Linked DNA regions of Mus musculus: regions 1 and 2 are each linked to region 3. A link is a contact called in public ChIA-PET and HiChIP or PLAC-seq data. All regions are on one chromosome and are shown on one strand. The core of a region is the stretch at or near the end of the contact, and the rest is flanking DNA. Distances in the headings are between cores, read along the strand shown.

Region 1 (2,791 bases), core at 216-2,715, 230 kb before region 3:
ATCTTAATCTGCTACAGTCAGAAGAGACCATCTTTTCTGCACTGGGTGTAGTTTGAACATTTGGAGTCCTCAAAACTTGCCTACACAGTGACATACTTCTTCCAACAAGGCCACATTTACTAATAGTAGCACTTCCCATGGGCCAAACATATTCAAACACCACACCAAGGAAGCCACATTTCTCTGAGGAAACGCAGTATTTGAATTTGGTCACTGAGATGAGACAGGCATATAGTTGGCTCCAGACTTGGCCCACAAGGGAATTAGAAGCACAGAGAAAGCCTGGCACCTCTCCAGGCATCTGCATGTTGGCTGAGGGTACCAAAACACAACATTGTCCTTCACCTTTTTGCTTAACTCACACCATATTCCAGGAATAGCAAATCTTGTGGACAGGCAAGTTGCACAGATCACCAAGTGCAGTTTGTCTGACACCTTGAAGAACTGAAGCAGTGACAATGATGGCTTAATGAAGTACAGCTAGAACCATCTTAATTGTGCATAATTCTTGCCCTCTATTAAATATAAACCTAATGACAGTATCTTGAAGATGTAGTTGAGAATAACTGGACTCTATTTATTTACTTTCCTTTATTACCTTCTGAAGAAACACCCTCCCTGAGCTTTTCTTCACAACATGTCTTTTAATTGTCATATGGAGATTGTTGTCTGAGCACAGCCTGTGGAGCATCCAGAGCCCAGCTTTGCTTTAAAAGCCATGGCAACAGTGCAAGAATTCATTCTAGTCCCTATGACATAAGAAGAAGCCTTTTGAATGTAATCATGAAGTTTTATCTTTTCTTTTTCACTGCTGAAAATGAAGGGTTTTCTTACTAATGTTTGAATATTCTCTTCAAGCGAGTTAAAATTTCTTATTGACACAGTATTAAGAGGCGCGTCCAGCCGGGCGTGGTGGCGCAGGCCTTTAATCCCAGCACTTGGGAGGCAGAGGCAGGTGGATTTCTGAGTTCGAGGCCAGCCTGGTCTACAAAGTGAGTGCCAGGACAGCCAGGGCTACACAGAGAAACCCTGTCTCGAAAAAAACAAAAAACAACAACAACAACAAAAAAACATATTTAAAAAAAAAAAAAAAAAAAAGAGGCGCGTCCCTTGAGAGGTACTTTGGTCACAAGGGTGTGACCTCACAGATTTATTCCCTTGAATAAATAAGGGAATAGGTTCCTGCTCAAATGCATCCAGTGCTCTTATGGGCATGCCTACCTTGCTGGCATCATACTCTTGACTTCAATCCCTAGAACCTTGAGACAAACCAATTTTTATTCTTTACAAACTAGCCAGTTTGTAGTGTTCTGTGGTAGCTGCAGCAACAGGACTAGAAGGCCTTCTGTTTTCTGACAGGGCATTGTCACCTGTGTGAAATGACAAAGGCACAGTTGCCACTTAGCAACTGTGACCCTGTGACTGCTAAGTCACTGGGGACCACTGAAAATAACACATTCTCATCTCTCAGCCTTCGACTCATGCTGCCAATAAATCCTTAACATTCAGAGCTCTCGTGGGATATAGACATCTTTACCATGGGCCACCATCTGTTGGGTTTTCTGTTAGCAGCAGCAGAAAGCAAAGTTTCCTGTCTGACAGGAAGTAGACACAATATTAGATTATTTTCTGCTTCTGCTTTCTTGCCCTTTGCTCTTCTCCGAGTCTTCTGGTCCTGTCCAGAGCCCTAGGCAGGTTCTACTCTTCTAAGATACCCTATCAGCCTTGAAAAGAAGTTAGATCAGTTGCCACCAGAGAACAATTAATGTATTAGCATACAGCAGGTGCTGTATTTCATTTACCTCATTTTATTTGAGACTGGAATTCACAATGTGTGGGTACTTCTAATTTTAGTTCTGAAGGCTTAAATCTGACCTCTTTCCCAGAGTGTTCACTAGCGATTTTACTTTTCTGAAGATGTTATCTTGTAATTACCTTACTTTAGGAAAGTATTAGATTTCTCAAAGCATCAGCTTCCTCAGTTGCCACATGATACAGGAACCATCTCTGGAGTCACTGTGAGGATGATGTGAAATTCTGTTGCTGGGCCCTTGGCACTTATTTTGTAAGAATTGCCAGTGTTTTCAATAACATTTCCTTCAAATGCCTTAGTTTTGCTAAATTTTCTTTAACACTGATCTTGAGGTTCACTCCATTATTTTTTTTTATTTGTATTTATTTTAGTTTCTTTCATGCAATGTTTTTGATCATTTCCCCTCCTCCATCTCCTTTCAGATCTTCCTCATCTTTCTACCTACCCAACTCACGCTCGTGCTTGCTGAATGCTCCCCCCAAAAAACCCTGATGATCAAAACAAACAAACAAACAAACCAATAAGACAAAAACAAAAAATAAACAACACACACACACAAGCAAATCAAAATGCAACAATAATCCCACAGAAATGACATGGAGTTGGGCCTGCCCTGGAGTGTGGCTAATACACCCAGTGACACTTAACTGGAGACAACTGATTTTCCTCTTTTCCCAGCAGGTATCAGTTGCAAATAGCTTCTTGGTTAGGGGTGAACCCTGTGTTCACATCCCCTTCTTAGTGCTGGTTTGTCTGGTTTAAACCAGGGCAGATTTTGTGTGCTAACACAGTCTCTGTGAGTTCATATGTGTGTCAATTTTGTTGTGTCTGGATTACACAGTTTCCTTGGAGATATCCATCACCCCTGGCTCTTGCACACTCTTTTCACTTCCTCTTCCCATAGATCTTTGAGCCTTGAGGTTAGGGTGGATAAGGACATCACATTTAGGGCTGATTGCTCCACAGTCTCTCATTGTC
Region 2 (2,756 bases), core at 166-2,665, 150 kb after region 3:
CAGGGAAAGAATCCTGAATCTAGAAGTGGAGGCAAGATCTATAATCTGCTCTACAGAAAGTGGAGACCACTCTGTGATGAATGAGACTGTCCTGAAAAAACAAAGCAATTTCACTTTCCCTTTCCAAAGGTGTTTTGTTACTTCCTGGAGAAGCTCAGGCTAGCCACGTGCAAAAGCAAAACAAAAACAACAACAAAAACCCTAAAGCCTGAGTCTAGCTCAGTACAGTTTTTCTTTTCTCCCTTCACTGGTGAAACCTTTTAAAATACTTTCTCACAAACCTCCACTTTCAGGACATTCTCAGCGGTCACTAACTGGACAAAGTGGCCACTGGTATCTAGCCAGCTAGCTAGTTCTCTAATTTGCCAGCACAAAGGTAAGTGCCAGACCTGGGCAGGCCAGGTCTGGTAAAGCTTGGGCGCTGTTCCACCAGGCTCAGAGTCTACAGGTAGACTACAGGGGTAAACGCAGTTCAAGAAAGGCTACATTCATGTAAAATATCCCGCACCCCACGAGCAGGGGGCTGGCCATTCCTTCTCTTTTCAAAGTTTTTCTTAGTTCATTTTTAAAAATGATTTGCTTATCACTATATTAAAAAGTGTGTGTCTGTTTAGGTGTCTTGTGGTTGTCGTTTTTTTAACAGAGTGATAATTTTAAGTAGAGAAAAACCTTGAGACTGTAAACTAACAGAAATCACAATCCTGGCACGCAATGACCCTTTGGAAGACTTATTCTCAAGTGTTAGTGAAGTTTCAAAACTTAAATTAGACCCATAATGCATAATGGATTTGCCCTTCGCTTAAGATTTGCAATCTTGAAGTTGTTTGTTAACTTGGCCTAAAGATGTTACTTACCATTTGCCAAGTAGTAAATTTATTAAAGTTCTAGAATAAAACCTACAGCAACTCAATAAAAGACTGGTATAGTGTGAGTCTCGAGATTTCTTTCTTTCTTTTTTTTTTTTTTTTTTTTTTTTAATTGCTTTTTTCTTAATCTTCCTGACCTCTGGTGCCAGTTCCGGCGAGGAAGGGGGTTGGGGAGAAATTGCACGCTGCCCTCCCGCGCGCCCCTCCCCCAGGTCTCGGGGCGCTGCACCCCGTAGCTCCCGGCCTGCAGCTCCAGAATAGGCATCCCCACCTGAGCCCCGGCTGCAGGGGCCAAACCTGCAGACCCGGGGTGGTACAGCAGGGAGCCACGCGCACTCCTACAGGACCTAAGTTCCCAGCACCCGGCCCTCCGCGTGGACCAGCCCGGCAGGACAGGGCGGGGCGGGGCATGCAGAAAGCGGCCGGGGACCAGGGCTGGGGGAAACCCTCACCTGGGAGCGCGTGGCCAGCTCCATCTTCCCTGCTGGGCTCACTTCCCTGAGCCCTGCACGCGGCCACCCGGGCTGGCGCGGCCCCGAGCACGCAGCGCGCGGAGTTTGCCGTGGAACAGCGCACTGAGTTCAGATGGGGGGGACAGCGCGGCTCCGCGCGCACCGCGCAACCTCGCACAGCCTCGGGCCACGCGCCCGCACCCGGGCCTCTCCACCTGCGGTCCAAGCCTTAAGGCCGGCGCGGGAGCGCGCAAAGGGAGCGCGCGACCGGCATTGGCCGGCGTGTTTGGTTGCGCGGGCTTCCCCCTACCGCGCAGGTCCGCGGTGGAGCCGTCCGCTCAGGTTCGCGCGGGAGACTCAAGCTGAGGCTGCACGCGCCTCTGAGCTCCGGGTACCTGGCCCGCTCAAACTCCGCAGCGCCAACCTCCGTGTCCTCGTGGCCTGAGTTCCAGGAGTGTTGCGTAGAGGCCGCGGAGCTGGCTTTGCTTTGTTGTTGGTAAGGGGCGTGGTCTGTGCGCCTCCGAAAAAGTGGCTGCCCAATTCACTGCAAAAGCCAATCACCCAAGTTTTCTAACACTGGGCAGAGGGCGACGCAGCACCCTGCACACCACACACTACAAGCAAGACCTCCGTTCTTGCCAGAGCTCCCCAGTAAGTGCCTAGATGCTAGTCACTAGCACCTACTCACCGCGGAAATGCTGGGATAGGCCTCCTGACTCAGGAATAAACAAAAACTATCTACTAGGTTGAACTTTATGGACTGGGAGCCATTACCCCCAGGATAATATGAATAACCATAGTGATAACGCAAATCTCATGATGATGATAATTATGTCACCATCACTAATTTGATGGATAATTGAAATGATTAGTAACCTAATTCCTACCACTGATTAAAAATGATAAATCTAATAATGAAAGTGCATGGACATGTAAACTTGGAACAAGTTAGATGCCATGAGGGACTGGGGAATGGTAATCTAATGGCATGGAGTGGGCTGGAGGCATCAAAGACTTAGAGCTTGAGTCAGTAGCCTGAGGCATTTAATGAGTGGAGACAGTGGGAGGCCCAAAGCAAGCCTGAGGAGCTGAAAAATGACAAGTGGAAAGGTTTAGCACAGGATGGGGTCATGAGGTGATACAGTAACAGCTTGCCTGAGTAGAAGTTTATGCAGCCAGTCTCAGCTCCTTGGATCCAGTACTCATCCTTCTGTTGTTGCTGAATGAATAGTTGAAGTTGCCAGAATGTTCTCTCAGGCTTCAGGAGGAAACGTCAAGGAAAGAGGTGTCTTGCTTTCTTCGTTAGTTGAGCAACATGTTACCAGTGTTGGGGAATGAAGTTAAGAAAACAGTGTCTAACTTTAGAAATGCACATGGCCTGGCTTAGTTGCCTATAATCCCAGTTCTGTGGAGGCAGGGGCAGGAGGATTCTGAATTT
Region 3 (2,900 bases), core at 202-2,701:
GCCTTGGAACCAGGAGGGTCTCATTTTCTACCATCAACCTGTCCTAAGAAGAGAAAAGAGATACTGTCCACTCGGGCCTTTCCCAGCTGACAGATAACCTAGTTTTCAAGTATATAGCAGTGGTGGCAGGGATGGGGGTGCATAATGAATCCTTGCAGTCTCCTGTGTCTTCATGCTTTCCCTGAGCTTACACTTCTAATGGTGGTCCTCTAAAGCTCAGGACCCTTGAATGGTCACACCTACTGTGCTGACAATGAAGAGTTCCTCCCATCCACTGTCTGTGACATGATATTGCAACCAACCTCAGGCTCTACCGATGAATCCCTGTGTCTAGAGAGAGTATACAAATACACGACTGGATCCTCTGACTGTCATGTCCCCATCCATGAATCCCACCAGCTGTGCAGTGAAAATATTTGAAGAGGAACACAACTGTACGGAGTGTGCATATAACCGTACCGAGTGTGTACATACTTCTTTTTATTGTCTTGATTCCCTAAATAGCACAGAATAACAACTCCCTACACTGTTTACCTTGTCTTAGGGGCAATAAGTAATCCTAACAGGAAGGACTAATAGGTGGTTGAAGGATAATAGGTTTGACCTGTGAAAGCAATATACTTTTCATATAAGTGTTTGGAAAACCTGTGGGTATGTTAGGGATCCTGGAACTGATCCCTGGCAGATCCCAAACACAGAACAATGGCTTATTCAGATATTAATTAACTTTTAAATCATTAGCTAGTAAGAAAAAAACTTTTCTTAGCAGAAACATGCTACCCAAGTTTTAAATTTTTCTCTGAAAAATCTCAGGTGAGAACTAAAGAAGATACTTTTTATTTTAAATGCAAACAGAAATTGATGTCATTTGTGATGATAAATCTGGCTTTATTTTATTGTTTTATACTTTGCGTTGAAAAGGTATTTCAGCTTTGTGAAACCTACTGAATCATGTAACAGAAGGAATTTGCAGGTAGAAATGTTGACGATCATGGTGACTTATTTTTATGTGGCTTGTGTTAGGGAACAAGTAAAATGTCCCACTCCCAAAGGGAATCATGAGCTATGCTTGAGAGAAGAGGGGCCACATTTTGAGGAAAGCACAACTGTACTTCTGCCTGCCCTGTGGCACCGCCACTCTGAAAGTCAATGCTACCTTGCACCTTGCTGCCTGGGCTGGGGTAGCTGATTAGTGTGTCTGGCCTTGCCCCCTTCCTCATTGTCTGAGACTTCAGTGTACTGCTTGGCACACTCATCCCTCTGTTGTTTCTGACCTGTCCCCCCTCACCCCTACAGATGGTTTTTTGTTTCTCACCGGTTGGCCACACACTGCGAGTTAGAGCCCGGAAGTTCCCAGCCATAGTTAACTGCACAGCTATTGACTGGTTTCATGAATGGCCACAGGAGGCTCTGGTCTCAGTCAGCAGGAGGTTCATCGAAGAAATTGAGGGGATTGAGGTACGTTGCGTCAGCCTGAGGTAGGTACCCAGCGTGCACAAGTCTCAGTACACTATTGGCAGGAAGCTCGGTCAGCCACTTTCAGTTTCGCAATCTCTGTATCAAATATGTATCTCTTCTTTTATGTTGCTTTTCATTGTATCTGGGTTTTGTGCATTGTTGGGGGTGGGATTCTGGCCTTATGGGGTTATAAGTTATCTTTGTCACTTCTTGATGAGTTTGGTATCTCCAAATACGTTTTTAAATGTCTGTGTGAAAAAAGTAGGTTTGAAGAATAAAGAAAGCAACTGAATCAAGCCTTCCGATTTCCCAGTGGAGTTGAGGCCAGGATCCTTTCTGATTAGAGAGATTGTGTTAGAATGTGACTCCCAGAGAGCTTTGCCCTCACCTCCCATTGAGCAATAAGGTGGGAGTGCCTAGAATAGACCCAGAATTAGTGGAAGTGGCTCTCTCTAAGCCAAAATTGATTGGGGACACTTAAGTAATGTCGTAAGTTCTCACCCTCTCCCTTACTCCAGGAGCCATGATCACCCACATCCAAAGAAACATTATGGCACTTTGTTAAATAGCGTGTCCTCGGGTGGCCAGATGGTTAGAGTCTGGGTATGTTTATGAGATTGACGGTTACTATGCCGCTGTCTTTATTGCGTGGCATGTTATTTTTCCTTTGCGTCTCCTTAAAAAGGGCGTAACCCTATGGGTGTGTGTAGCTTGGGAGTGGTGAAAAGCATTCACTGCTGCATACAGGTTTTCTTTCTCCCCTAAACATGTCTATGAATCTGTTGATCACTGGACTGCAGGGGGAAGCAACATTTAACATGGCAAACACATCTGGGGTGGGAGCACATGCCTGCCTCCTCTCTCCTTCTCTCTTCCACAATCATGTGACAAGTACACGCACAAGGAAACAAGAAAAAAGAAAAGAAAAGAAACGAAAAGAAAAGAAAAGAAAAGAGAAAAGAGAAAAGAGAAAAGAGAAAAGAAAAGAAAAGAAAAGAAAAGAAAAGTCAAGTCTTCTGAAGTTGGGGGGGGGGTAGGAATTAGATCTGCACATCTAGAGAGCCATTAGTTATGATAAAAGTAGTGTTAAGTGTTACTCCCAGCCCCTAGGACAATCTTCAGGTTCTTTAATGTTGTTGAAATACTGGGGCATCATCTTATCTTCCAACAGCTGAGAAGAGAGGTTGGAAGTTCTGATTCTACAGGAATCAATGCCACATACTACTAGCAGATTTCTAGTTTCCTTGGTTCATTTTTATCAAACTTGGAACAAAAGAAGTGGGCTGGTTTCTGAATGGAGTTTTGATTCTCCTCGGTTGGTAGGAGATCCAAGCTAGCAGCTCCAGAGAAGCACACGCACAGCCTCACAGCCTGCCAGTCTTTGCTGTCCTGTGTCTGTGTCTGCTTTCTCCAGCGGAGCAGCATCTCAGCCTGGCCAGGAC

What was found. HiChIP or PLAC-seq counts read pairs in DNA pulled down with a chosen protein or histone mark. ChIA-PET counts read pairs in DNA pulled down with a chosen protein or histone mark.
Region 1: a contact with region 3 is called in a RAD21 HiChIP or PLAC-seq map of pro-B cells, with 2.4 times the contacts expected there. The contact joins two enhancer-like sites. A contact is called at or near these places in 6 of 39 promoter capture datasets (embryonic stem cells, hippocampal neurons, liver and 1 more), 2 of 15 datasets of contacts at CTCF or cohesin (CD8 T cells and pro-B cells) and 1 of 484 Hi-C or Micro-C datasets (the Ba/F3 cell line).
Region 2: a contact with region 3 is called in an RNA polymerase II ChIA-PET map of memory CD8 T cells, with 33 read pairs. The contact joins the promoter of Cdca7l here to the enhancer-like site in region 3. A contact is called at or near these places in 2 of 39 promoter capture datasets (the C10 cell line and trophoblast stem cells), 4 of 484 Hi-C or Micro-C datasets (CD8 T cells, embryonic stem cells and nephron progenitors) and 2 of 115 datasets of contacts at active chromatin or transcription factors (large pre-B cells and memory CD8 T cells).

What each region holds. Positions count from the first base shown.
Region 1 is chr12:118,220,160-118,222,950 of GRCm38.p6, reverse strand. No RefSeq gene overlaps it. Among named protein-coding and RNA genes, the nearest start is that of Dnah11, 23 kb to the right of the region's middle. Within about 2 kb of position 1,465, at least 24 of the 459 cell types and tissues checked have an H3K27ac peak or open chromatin away from gene starts, as enhancers often do. A contact at or near this core is called in pro-B cells, where this site is marked.
Region 2 is chr12:117,842,520-117,845,275 of GRCm38.p6, reverse strand. It overlaps Cdca7l (cell division cycle associated 7 like), which reads right to left and starts at 1,415. Exons shown (of 10, transcript NM_146040.1): 1 at 1,319-1,415. The coding sequence starts at 1,342.
Region 3 is chr12:117,993,687-117,996,586 of GRCm38.p6, reverse strand. It overlaps Dnah11 (dynein, axonemal, heavy chain 11), which reads left to right. Exons shown (of 82, transcript NM_010060.3): 55 at 1,297-1,458. Among named protein-coding and RNA genes, the nearest start is that of Cdca7l, 150 kb to the right of the region's middle. Within about 2 kb of position 1,451, at least 42 of the 459 cell types and tissues checked have an H3K27ac peak or open chromatin away from gene starts, as enhancers often do. A contact at or near this core is called in CD8 T cells, memory CD8 T cells and pro-B cells, where this site is marked.